Regions from separate parts of the Zea mays genome. Here region 1 is linked to region 2. The links are chromatin contacts, called in public Hi-C maps. All regions are on one chromosome and are shown on one strand. Each heading gives the region's core, a stretch centred on a gene start, on an enhancer-like site or on the middle of the called end of the contact. The rest is flanking DNA. Distances are from core to core; before and after follow the strand shown. Region 1 holds the start of LOC100383769. Region 2 holds the start of LOC103632644 (CRM-domain containing factor CFM3, chloroplastic/mitochondrial).

Evidence for each region. Hi-C and Micro-C count contacts between places; a contact is called where the count stands out from the background.
Region 1: a Hi-C map of bundle sheath shows a contact between it and region 2, with 4 times the contacts expected there. The contact joins the promoter of LOC100383769 here to the promoter of LOC103632644 in region 2. A contact is called at or near these places in 10 of 25 Hi-C or Micro-C datasets (bundle sheath, ear, endosperm and 3 more) and 1 of 3 datasets of contacts at active chromatin or transcription factors (seedling).

What each region holds. Positions count from the first base shown.
Region 1 is chr7:102,958,748-102,964,534 of Zm-B73-REFERENCE-NAM-5.0, forward strand. It overlaps LOC100383769, which reads right to left and starts at 2,896. Exons shown (of 4, transcript NM_001176404.1): 1 at 1,813-2,896; 2 at 1,671-1,733; 3 at 1,247-1,301; 4 at 465-1,024. The coding sequence starts at 1,024. The coding sequence ends at 644. It overlaps LOC103643056, which reads left to right and starts at 2,084. Exons shown (of 3, transcript XM_035960999.1): 1 at 2,084-2,908.
Region 2 is chr7:102,778,467-102,784,688 of Zm-B73-REFERENCE-NAM-5.0, forward strand. It overlaps LOC103632644 (CRM-domain containing factor CFM3, chloroplastic/mitochondrial), which reads left to right and starts at 3,849. Exons shown (of 9, transcript XM_008654395.2): 1 at 3,849-5,182; 2 at 5,277-5,742; 3 at 5,839-5,969. The coding sequence starts at 3,920.

The DNA.
Region 1 (5,787 bases), core at 1,646-4,145, 180 kb after region 2:
AACATGGTAGTTCCTAGTTTGAGATGGCCAATACTATTGTTAGTCTACAAAAAAAGATCTACTTACTTCATTTTGCTTGGCCCACCACTCATCTGGCGCACTGATTGAACCAGTATGAGGGTCTCGACCAAGACCTGTAGCCCTTTCATTAAGAGTTTTCCACTGGGTGAACATTCTCTTCAACGAATCCCACCTATTCTTCATTTGATCCCTTGTGTAAGTGCGACCAGTGCGTTCCTTAAACTTTCTTATGAGGTTAGCATACCCTTCGGTGTTTAGGAATTGTTGTGGCATGTTCCGTGCATTGACCTCTTCTACACATATTTCTGTGTAAATTTTTGTTGCTCTACTATCCCACTTAGCAATCACTTTGCCAGACTTGTCCATCTAGTGCGAAAGAGTGTACACGATTCATATTACGTATTGAAGTTCAGTTACTACGACAACAAATAGAACAGGAAACTGACCATAATAAAAGTAGTACCATAAGCACTCACATTCGTTTGCCATAATTACATATAGGGACTGACGAAATAAAAGTGCTGCTGAACACATAAGCACAAGGAACAGTTTAGAAAGTCGCAAGGACCAAAAGCCTGATCTATCCCAGTCACACTAACACCTGACTCTAACATTATCCAACTTAAACTTCATTGTCACTAAACGATGGCATTTGGTCGGAGTCATATTCAAGACCCCAGAAGTTTTCGAAGTGCTCAGCAAAGTCCCAATCCGGACTAAGGAACTCGTCAGCAGGGGGTGGTGAGGACAAGGCTGACGGTTCGTAGCTGCTTTCACCAGGGTTGTTTACGTTGTTCACGTTGTCCAAATTCTCTTGCAACACCAGAGAGTCTTGCTCAAGCATGCAAGCAATGTCCTCCAATGCTACACGTAATTTGGTAGCCTCAAATGAGGTCAACCCGCGTCCTGGACGGATTGTTTCACGAGCTACGGAAAATATCTTGTCCGCAATCTCTTGCATCCTTCCAATTGCCTTGTCGGCTATGGAGTCTGTTGAATCCATCTGATGTGGGATTTAGTTGGTTAGTGTACTAGACAAGGGGACTATCTACTAACTTCCATGTTATGACATGAATTGCGTGGAAACATGGACAAACTCAGGTGGTACCAACTAACATTCAGGTACTGACATAGACAAACTTTGAAATAAACCCAGATAAAAAATGAGCGATAAAACACATCTATGCTCAAACTTTTGTAACTAACAAATACATATTGCTAATACCTTTCCTTCAGGGGATCTTGGAACCGAACAGGAAGGACCGAGTTGATGGGAAAATCTGAAGTATACATTACACAACAAAATCGTTAGTACGTCGGTCGAAACAAAAATATGTAGTGAATAAACTGGACATGGGGACATTGTACTTAAATCCAGTAAGTGAAACTAATTACTACCTCGGCTGCTAACATACAAATGTATGATTCAATTAACAAAGACACAAATCTAGGCTTGAATACAGGGGGGATACGTAACCACTGCAGAGGAGATTGTGAGACGGGGCGGGATGGAGGATACAATCGGTTGGTAACAAACAAATTTACATGGGGGACAATCGGATCCGTACTAGGTTGAGACGAGAGATATCCAAACGACGGCGTCGGCAGAGGAGATTGTGAGAGGGGCGGGATGGAGGAGAGGAAAGTACCTGCGAAGACGACGAGAGGCGCTGTTGGCACGACTCGCAGCTTGACGATCCGCGGTCAAACCCCTAGAGAACTGAAAGGGTCACGGAACCTTCGAAACGAACTCCGCGGAAGAGAGTGTCGCCATGAATGAGAGGTGCTTACCTGCGAAGACGACGAGCGCGGCGGCGAGATATGCGATGGGGGATAGGACGAGCGCCGCGGGCGTCGCGAATGAGGTCGGCTTTCGGCCAAGGACGAGCGCGGGGGATGTGACGGGGAGGAGAGCGGCGGCGGCGAGTTGCGTCGGGGACGAGAGCGTGCGGGTTGCGAACCCTAGGCAAATGTGAGCGGCTTTCTGCGGACGCGGCGTGAGGTCGGCTTATGGCGTCGCGTAGGCGTCTGGCTTCTCGTCGAAGCGCGGCGCGCAAAAGCGGATCAAGAATTTAGGCGTTTGAGAGCCGCTTCGGCTTCTGGCGGCCAGAATCCGGCCAGAAGCTGAACCAAACGGCACCATCATATGACTCGGTGCGGGAGGGAGTGAGGTGTCCGCATGAGCGACGGGACACGTGCCCCCACCGCCGTGCAGACGTCCTGCCTCCACGCTGCTCACTCCAGGGTCCGCACCGCACCGTCACAGTCTCGCACAGCGTGTCAGCAAACCTGATGAGCACTGAACGGATAGGTTCACCCAGATTCCCTGCCGAAAGAGACCCGCTCTCGCAAGCCATGAATGCTCACACGAGACGGCACGGATTTATTTGCTTCTTGCTTTTTTTTCAATCGTCAAAAAATTCCAAATAAAGAACGGAAAAAAAATGAAACCCGCGGCATCCTTTCTCGGACCAGTAAACTCTAGAGAAAACACCCCGGCCGATTGACTTCGGACCTGTTTGCTTGGCTTCTAAAATATACTAAGCTATAATTTTGGTTGCCATTTAGTTCGCTATCAAAACCTGTAGATTTTTCATATTCAACTTGCCAAATCGAAGACAATTTTTTTATCCAATATTTACTTACCAATTTTTTGGCATGAAAAAATTTTGGCCGTGAACCCAACAAGTCCATCGACGGAAAAGAAAACGAGGCGACGCGCGGGAGGGAAAAGGAGTGGCCAGCGAACGGGGAAGAAGTGGAAGAGGGGCGCTGTCGGAGAAGGTGAGCAGTGCGTGGACGGCAGCGGCAGCGGCAGCTTTGCTTCGCTTTGGCCTGGCTCGCCGCTCCCTTGTTCATTCCTCGTCGTCGCCTCGCCGGACCGGGAGTAGGTATTAAAAAGCTAATCCAATTTTACTACGGATCGAGTACCATTATTTATCCGACGAAAAGGGTTGCGGGGCGGGGCAAGAAATATCATTTCTACTTGGCGGTTTCTTCTGGCGCCACTTCAACCCTCTCCGTCTCCCTCCTCCTGACGTCGTTATCCGGACGAGCAGCGAGGAGGAGAAAGATCCCCCTCCCCCACTCCCTCCTTTTCCTCCCCTCCCCTGCGTCCCCGTCCCCGTCCCCGTCCCGTCTCCTCCCCCGCCGCGGTGCGGAATACGGGCTAGATTAATCAGTCAGCGCTCATGATCCGGAGGAGCGAAGGCCGCAACCAGCGCCGCGGGGACAAAGCCTCACGTGCTCGGGTGTCACGACCCTTGGCCAGCGGTAGAGACCACCGCGACGTGAGACGCAAGACAAGCAGAGAAGAACAGAGATAAGTGGTTGGGTGGTTTCAACAGATTCGATTCCTTTCTGATTTTGCCTGTCTGGCTCAAAGCACCGAGTACAATATTTATACGCACACCAACAACTCCCTGGTCTATTATTTACGGCCCAAGATGGCACTAATACGGCTTAACAGCCCACAACTCCATTACAGACTCCATTAACAACGAAATAGAAATGCCTGGCCGACTGACCTCGGTCCACCAGTCTTCGCGCCACTCCATCTCCCGCAGATCCACTTCAGTCCGCGTCTTCAGTCATGACATCTCCCCGGGCCTCAGATAACGCTTGTCCCCAAGCGTTTGCCTCTGGAAACCGTGCCCTGGCCACTGCATAATCCTCCCATGTTGCAGCTTCCTTAGGTACCCCACTCCATTTCACCAGCACTTGAACAATAGCTCGATTGCCCTTTCTCACCATCCTTCGATCAAGGACCTGCTCTGGCTCCATACCCCCTTGAGACAAATCCACCGCAGGAGGTAGCTCTGAGAAAACTGGAGAATAACAGGGCAGGAATGGCTTCAGTTGTGACACATGAAAAACCGGATGTACTTGTGCATCCCCAGGTAATTCGAGCTTGTATGCCACCTCCCCAATCCTTGATATCACCTTGAAAGGACCAAAGTACTTAAATGCCAATTTAGGACAGGATCGGTTCACCACAGTCTTTTGTGCATAAGGTTGTAACTTCAGCAAAACCAGATCGCCCACTTGAAATTCCCTGGGAGTTCTGCCCTTGTCAGCATACTGCTTCATGCGAAGCTGAGCTCGTGCTAACTGCTCCTTTAGCATGACTGAAAATGCATTCCTTTCAGCAAACCAGTCAGCTATCTCCCTATCTTCCATGCCCAGCGTTTTTGGTGCAACAAGCAATGGTGCTTCATAGCCATACAACACCTTGAAGGGCGTACATCCCAGCACCGAATGATATGTAGTATTATACCAGTACTCAGCTAAAGCGAGCCAGCTCTTCCACTTGTTAGGTTGGTCATGTACAGCACACCTGAGATACATTTCCAAGCACTGATTCACTCGCTCACTCTGACCATCCGTTTGAGGGTGATATGCAGTGGACATCAGCAACTTCACTCCCATAAGTTGGAATAGATTTTTCCAAAAGGCACTGGTGAAAACCTTGTCTCTGTCAGACACTATAGATCTGGGAACCCCATGCAACTTCACCACATTCTCGAGAAATACTTGGGCAACTCCTTTAGCAGTAAAGGGGTGCTTTAGAGGAAGGAAATGACTGTATTTCGAGAATCTATCCACCACTACCAGAATGGTATCAAACCCCTCAGACTTTGGTAACCCTTCTATGAAATCCATAGTCACATCTTCCCAAATACCTTGCGGAACTGGTAAAGGCTGTAGCAGCCCTGCGGGGTGCACCCTCTCAGCCTTGGCCTTTTGACAGATTGCACATTGCTGCACATACTGTGTCACATCATTTTTTAAACCCTTCCACCAGAACACCTTCTTTACCCTCTGATATGTTGCTTGAATTCCAGAGTGCCCTCCAACTGCACTATCATGCAGTGCTGCAATTAGTTTAGTGCGCAGAGCTGAGTTGCACCCAATCCAGATCCGGTTTGCTTTTCTGATAATACCTTGCTGCAAAGAAAACCCCTGTTCATCCGGGCTCTGAATTAACAGTTGAGTGATCAATTGCTGTGCATCCTCATCTGTGGCATACGAGTTCACTACTTCTTGAATCCATATAGGCTGAATTTCAGAGAGAACAGACAACCCCATCATATGCTCCACCCTTGATAATGCATCCGCCACTACATTCTCTGTGCCCTTTTTATACACCACCTGAAACTGCAAGCCCATAAGCTTGGTCATGGCTTTCTTCTGCAGATCAGACTGTAACTGCTGATCTCCAAGATAAGTCAGAGATTTGTGATCTGTTTTAATCACAAAGGCACCCCTCTGCAAATATTGTCTCCACCTGTCCACTGCTAGGATCAGAGCCAAAAACTCCTTCTCATAAATTGAAAGGTGTTTGTTCTTCTCACCCAATGCCTTGCTGATGAAGGCTATGGGCCTGCCTTGTTGCATCAGAACAGCCCCCAATCCTATATCTGAAGCATCAGTTTCTACCGTAAATGGCAAATCAAATCTTGGTAAAGCCAGAACTGGAGTAGAGGCCATAGCTTGTTTCAAGTTTTCAAAAGCTATCTGAGCTTCTTCTGACCATGCAAACCCTTGCTGTTTTTGCAACAGCCTTGTGAGAGGTTTAGCCAACAACCCATAGTTCTTCACAAATCTTCTATAGTAACCTGTAAGGCCAAGAAATCCCCTAAGCTCAGTGACATTCCTGGGCTGGGGCCAGTTCAACATTACTTCAGTTTTACTAGGGTCAGTTGATACCCCTTCTCTTGAAATCACATGCCCCAGATACTTCAATTCAGATTTCATAAATGTACA
Region 2 (6,222 bases), core at 2,599-5,098:
ACACCGCGGATCAAAAACCATGACACGCACGACCACCAAACGGAATCCGATTGCGAACCGAAATCTGAAATGGAACGAGACGAGCACGCGACTAACCACGACATCAGACAAAGAAATATGCTCCGGCATGATGCAACACCCATGACACTTAGGTTTTGTTTACACATGGCACGGACACTCGTCACTATACTGCTTTGAAATTGAGAAGAAGGAGCGAAACGGGAAAATGAAAGAGAGTAACCCCTGAATTTGGTGAGTAAAAAGGAGAAAAAACTCTACCCCCAAATTTAGGGCGTTACATAATATAACAAGATCATAATTCATAGATAATATTAATCCCAAAGCTAGGTAGAGCAATAGCAAGACTACCAAATGAATCATTTGTTTGCAAGGTGTAGGGTGAACAAAACTAGGTAACCTGTTAGGTCACATCAAGTTAACCTAAGCATGTCACGGTGATTATCATGAATAGGTAAAGAAAGTGATCAAGGGCACAACTTGCCTTCTGCGAGTTTCTGCTAAGAATATTCAACCTGTTATGCTTCAGGTTCCTCGGTCACTTGCCCGTCTACTCGCAACAATGCATACCAACAATATATAAACAAAAATTTAACAACACACCAAACATGAGAACAAACTGCATATTAATATTCTATGCATTGAGATGAAACCGTAGGTTCAAGAACCACTAAAATTGGAGTTACAACGTAAGAGATATGAATTTCATAAGTTTCTAGATTTATTTTATACATATAAATAATTTCTTATATTTTTTGTGAATATTCGGATCCTTGGATGGTGATTACCAAATTTGGAAAGCTCAGGGTTGAACTCGCAAATTTTAGGACCTATTTGCATTGATTCTTGAACTAGTATGGATGATGGGTCCATTAGGCAAATGTACAGGGTCTCTAAATGAAAAAGACCACTGTGAAAAGGTACGAAGCATTTTAAGCCGTCGGATTATAATTCTATGGCTACGATTATCTCTATCCGAGATCGAATCGGTACGCACACTGAACCGTTAGATTAGAGATCAAGGGCTCGTTGCGCCCCACACGCTCATCTAATCTGAGCCTCTCGCTATGAAATCAACGACTATGATTTAAAATAACTAGGATCTGAACTCAACCGCCCTAGATAAAATGAACAACTTGGATGAATACTTGAATCAGTATCTGGCTTTTAATCTGGATCACATACTATTGAATCAATGGGCCATGGTGTTCTTCGGCCGTGTTTGGTTCGGCTTTTTGCCGATTCTGGTGACCAAAAGCAGCTTTTATCATCCAAACGCTTAGATTCTCGCAGGGATTCTCGACGAAGCGCTTCGCTCAAAAGCCGAAATATAACAAGGACTGAGAAGCGCGTGGGTGGTCACGTCTGGCAGAAGCCACTCGATTCCTAGCCTCGCCCGTACCCCTGCGACTGTGCCCGTCCGTAGCTTTTGTTTGCATGTGGGTAGCTTTTGTTTGCATGTGGCAATTGATATTTCATTTATTTTCTACTGTGGCAATTGATTTTTCCGGTTGCAATTATGCTGTCGAGCGTGTTCGTGATATGGTCATCTTCTAAGACGTTTTGGGTTCACATAAGAAAGTATTAATATGTGTATTAATACTAATAGGTCTCTATTTATAATGGAGAACACATGAGATAATTTCCAATTACATGCTCATTAGTTCATTTCCTTTTTTAACCAGAATCTACAATCTCATAATCTGCGTATCCAAACACCCAGATTCTAACCACCAGCTTCTCCCCACAGCCAGCTTTTCTTCACAGCCAGCTTTTCAGAAAAGCTTCGCAGAAAAAACAGAACCAAACAGGTCCTTCCTCACCCCCGCCACAAGGATATGGCGGTGCTGCCATTCCCTACGGTGGAGGCCCCGCTAGACGGCTAGAGTGCTTAAACCTGCACTCCCACGCCCCAAACTATAGTACTGACAGCGATACTCATAGAGAATTACAAAAATAATAAAACAAATCTCCAAACTATATGTTTCTATCTTAGGAAAATCATATGCAACATTACAAATGCTTTATTTATTTAAGTATCAATTGCTTTAATTAAGCTCATTATTGTTGACATGCATAAAAATAATAAAACAAATCACATAAACCCTAAAACTCAGAGAATTATTTTATTCCTCCAAATTTTGGGCATTACAGTTGTCATCCAAAATACCAAAACACACTCATATCTAGGGATAATGATACATTTATAATAAGATTGGGGAGTGATCCTAGTGATTTGTATTGAGAGCTTGCATCAAGTCACACTAGTGACAGTATTAAGTTGTGTGATTCTTGTTAGTTGTTACTTTTGGTGGTTGTTGTCACTTAGACGACTTTGAGGTAGCGAAGGATCACTAGGCGGATTGGGTGGTTATCGCCGCCTCCGAATTCCGATCATGGGATTGTAGTCCAATTTAAACTATTAAGGTAGTTCAATTTACTCTTGTGGCTTACCTGACATTATATATGCAAAAACTAAGATGTAAAAACAATTTTAATAATTGAGATACCAACATCCGTGTTGACTAGGGATGGCAATTTAATCCGTGGATTTGGATATCCGTCGGATATCCGACCCGATGGATAAGGATATGGATATGTTTTTTGACCCGCGGGTTAGACCCGTATCCGATCCGAGATAAAGTGGGCATGGATTTGTATATTAAATCTCACTCGCGGGTAATCCGTTGGATATCCGAAATTAACCATTAGTCCATTATTGCCAGGATGAACATGATTCTACTATCATTGACTAAAAAAATTCAAACATAGCTACTATAGCGCTAGCTCAAGTGCTCAACACTACACTTGGGTCGGATCAATATTGATTGTCATGTATTTGTTTTCATGTTGAGACATGTAGACATGTATTTTTATCATGTTGAGAATGTTGCTTGTTGAAGGACATGTATATTTGTTTAATTTTTTTATTAAATTTTAAGTTATGTATGATGTTGAATTGGGAAGAAATTTGATTAATTATGTTATTCAATTGCTAAAAATGGTTCTTTATCATATCCGATGGATATCCAATGGATATTCGAAACCCGATGGTGGATATGGATATGAATTTCTACCCGTGGATATAGTCACGAGCGGATATTATCTATGACCGTGGATATGTCTGCGGGCGGATATTTCCAATATCCGATCCGTTGCCATCTTACGTGCTGTATATATAATGAAGGAAATCGATCCCATAAATATGTTTTTAAAGAACCTCAGAAATAGATGAGGTAGATTAAAATGACTCGTTCTCAGTCTTACCATTTTTTAGATCATCCAATGGTAGTAGGGGTGGATATCGAGCCAGCTCGGCTCGGCTCGACCGAGCTCGAGCTAGCTCGTTAAGAGAACGAGCTGGCTCGGCTCGGCTCATTAAGCAACCGAGCCAGAGAACCAGCTCGGCTCGGCTCGTTTAGCTCGCGAGCCACAACAAAAAATAGTATACATGTATATATACAACAATATAATCAATTGCTAGTTAATTTCATACTAATTTAACACTAGAAAAGACTAACAATACTCATAATTTTATATATCATATCATTTAAGCCCTAAACTAACATAGTTCATCACTTATTAATTCATCCAATACAAGTATAGACTTTGTTTTATAGATAAATGCTAGCTCATTCGAGCTGGCTCATTAACGAACTGAGCTGAGAAGTTAGCTCAGCTCGTGATAAAATTGAAACAAGCCAAGTCGAGTCAATTCAAGCTGACCACGAGTCGAGCGAGCTCACGAGCCACGAGTACTTTGCCCAGCCCTAAATGGCAGCCCACGTCCAACATAAGGGTCCAAAATCCAAGGCCCGTCAAAAGCCCTGCCCGGCTGCCCCTCCATATCCCTTCGCCTTCGTCAGTTCCTACCTGCCCCCAGCCTTCTCTCCCACCTCCAATGGCGCTGCTCTTGCCACCTCCCGCCCTCTCCACGACGCCTCCATTTCTCTCCGCTCCCCGACCAGCACGGCTACCCTGTCTCAGATGCACTAGAACTACCACCGCCACCTCAAGCGTCTCCACCTGTCCTCCCGCATCGACGTCTTCTCCCTCGACCTCCTCGCCGGTGGCGTCGGACGGCGCAGTTGGAAGGAAGAGCAAGAATAAGAGCAGGCCCCTCAAGCCGAGTTTTGAGGAACAGGCCCTCCGCCGCTGGTCCGCCCGGGCACCTTCCCAGCGTGCCTCGGTCCCCTGGGAACAACCTCAGCAGCAGTCGCCTTTGCCGCCTTCGCTGCCGCACCGGGCTGGCCGAGGAAGTGGTGATGCGGGCGATCAAAAACGCAGTGGTGGAGGCTCAAGCGCAACGTTGCGCTCCATCGTGGACTACTTTGCTGGCGGCTCCTCCGATGACGAAGGAGTTCGAGTAGAGGAAGGGGCGTGCGACACCACCGCAGTACCGGACCAAGCGGCACGGGAGCAGGACGATGGATCGCATTTTCGGCCGAGCTATCTGCTTGGGAGCCACCCATTCTCTGCGCCATGGATTCACAGGGAGGAATCGACCAATGATAGGGGGGTTTCCGGTCCGGTGGCCGAAGAGGAGGAAAGGTTGGACATTCGTGATGCTTCTGATGATGAACTGGGCTTGGTGGATGAGGATAAGGAAGAGACGGATAATGGTGAGGAGCTTCTTACTGGGGGTTTAGAAGATGAATTTTATGATGATTATGCCACACCAACTATGAATTCTTCATATGGAGTGGATTTGTCAGTGGACAAAGATGCTTATGGTAGCAGGTTCGATAGGAGTATGATGCAGAGCAGTGTAAACACCATAGTTAAAACATTGAGGAATTCGATGGAGGAAAGTGACCCGAATGCCACGGTTGAGTTGTCTAATGCAGAAGATTTTGTCCAGAAATTGGGCCCTGCACTCCTGCCATGGGAAAGGGAGGAGGAAGATGATGAGGCATTCAGCGGTGGCAGGGCGGTGAGGCGCAGCAACACGGAGCTGGCCGAGAGGTCTATTCCAGAGCCTGAACTGCGGAGGCTTAGGGACACGGCGTTGAGGATGAAGGAGAGGATAAAGGTTGGGCCAGGGGGTGTTACTCAAGACATAGTGGAGAGCATCCACAGGAAATGGAAGGTGGATGAGGTGGTCAAGATGAGGTTTGAAGGCCCTCCAAGCCTGAACATGAAGAGAACTCATGATTTACTAGAGGTGTATAATTTTATGGTTCATTTTTATCTGTTGTTTTTCAATCCAATGAAAAATGGTTAGAATTTGTGATCTTGATCTTGCTTTTGTCATGCAGGACAGGACTGGGGGAGTTGTTATATGGAGGTCAGGGAGATCAGTTGTGTTGTATAGGGGAATGAATTACAACTTTCAATGTGTGCAGTCATATGCTAAATTTATAGAAATTGATTCGGGTAAGGGAGTTAGCGATGCTAATAGTGCTGTATTGAGCCATGATGGTCACAACTTACAGGCCTCAAGAGCAGATGGCATGAAGAGTTTAACGTCTACTGGCAATTTTTCTCTGGAGTCCTCTGAAACATTTGATATTGATAACTTCTTGGATCAATTGGGACCACGGTACAAGGATTGGTCTGGTCGTGGCCCTATCCCTGTTGATGCCGACTTGCTTCCTGGTGTAGTACATGGCTACAAACCACCATTTAGAGTACTTCCCTACAAGATTAAAAGCACTCTTAGAGATAAGGAAATGACAACTCTGCGTAGACTTGCAAGGCAAACTGCTCCTCATTTCGCTCTAGGTATTGGAGTTTGTATCTAGATTGCATGCTTTGATTAATTACTACTCAATCTTCAATTCATTTCAACCCGTTGTCAATGTACTTGTCGGTGGACAGGGAGAAACAGAGAACACCAAGGCTTAGCTGCTGCTATGGTTAAATTATGGGAGAAAAGTGCTATTGCAAAGATTGCCATCAAGAGAGGGATTCCAAACACATGCAATGACAGAATGGCAGAAGAAATCAAGGTAAAGCTATACAAAATTCCTGTATATGTTACATTTATCTGTTAGCTCACCCTCACACTTATGGTTAAGTCTGTGGAATCTGATAACCATACGTCTAGACCCAATCTAGAATATGAGGTTAGCTTGCTTAATTCATATAAGTTTGCTTTGTATGTATCTATTCTTCTCTTGCTCTATATCTTCGGGTGATACAATGTTCTTCACATTACCTCCTGGGATTTGTCTGCTTATTATATGTTTAGCCGTGAAAGTC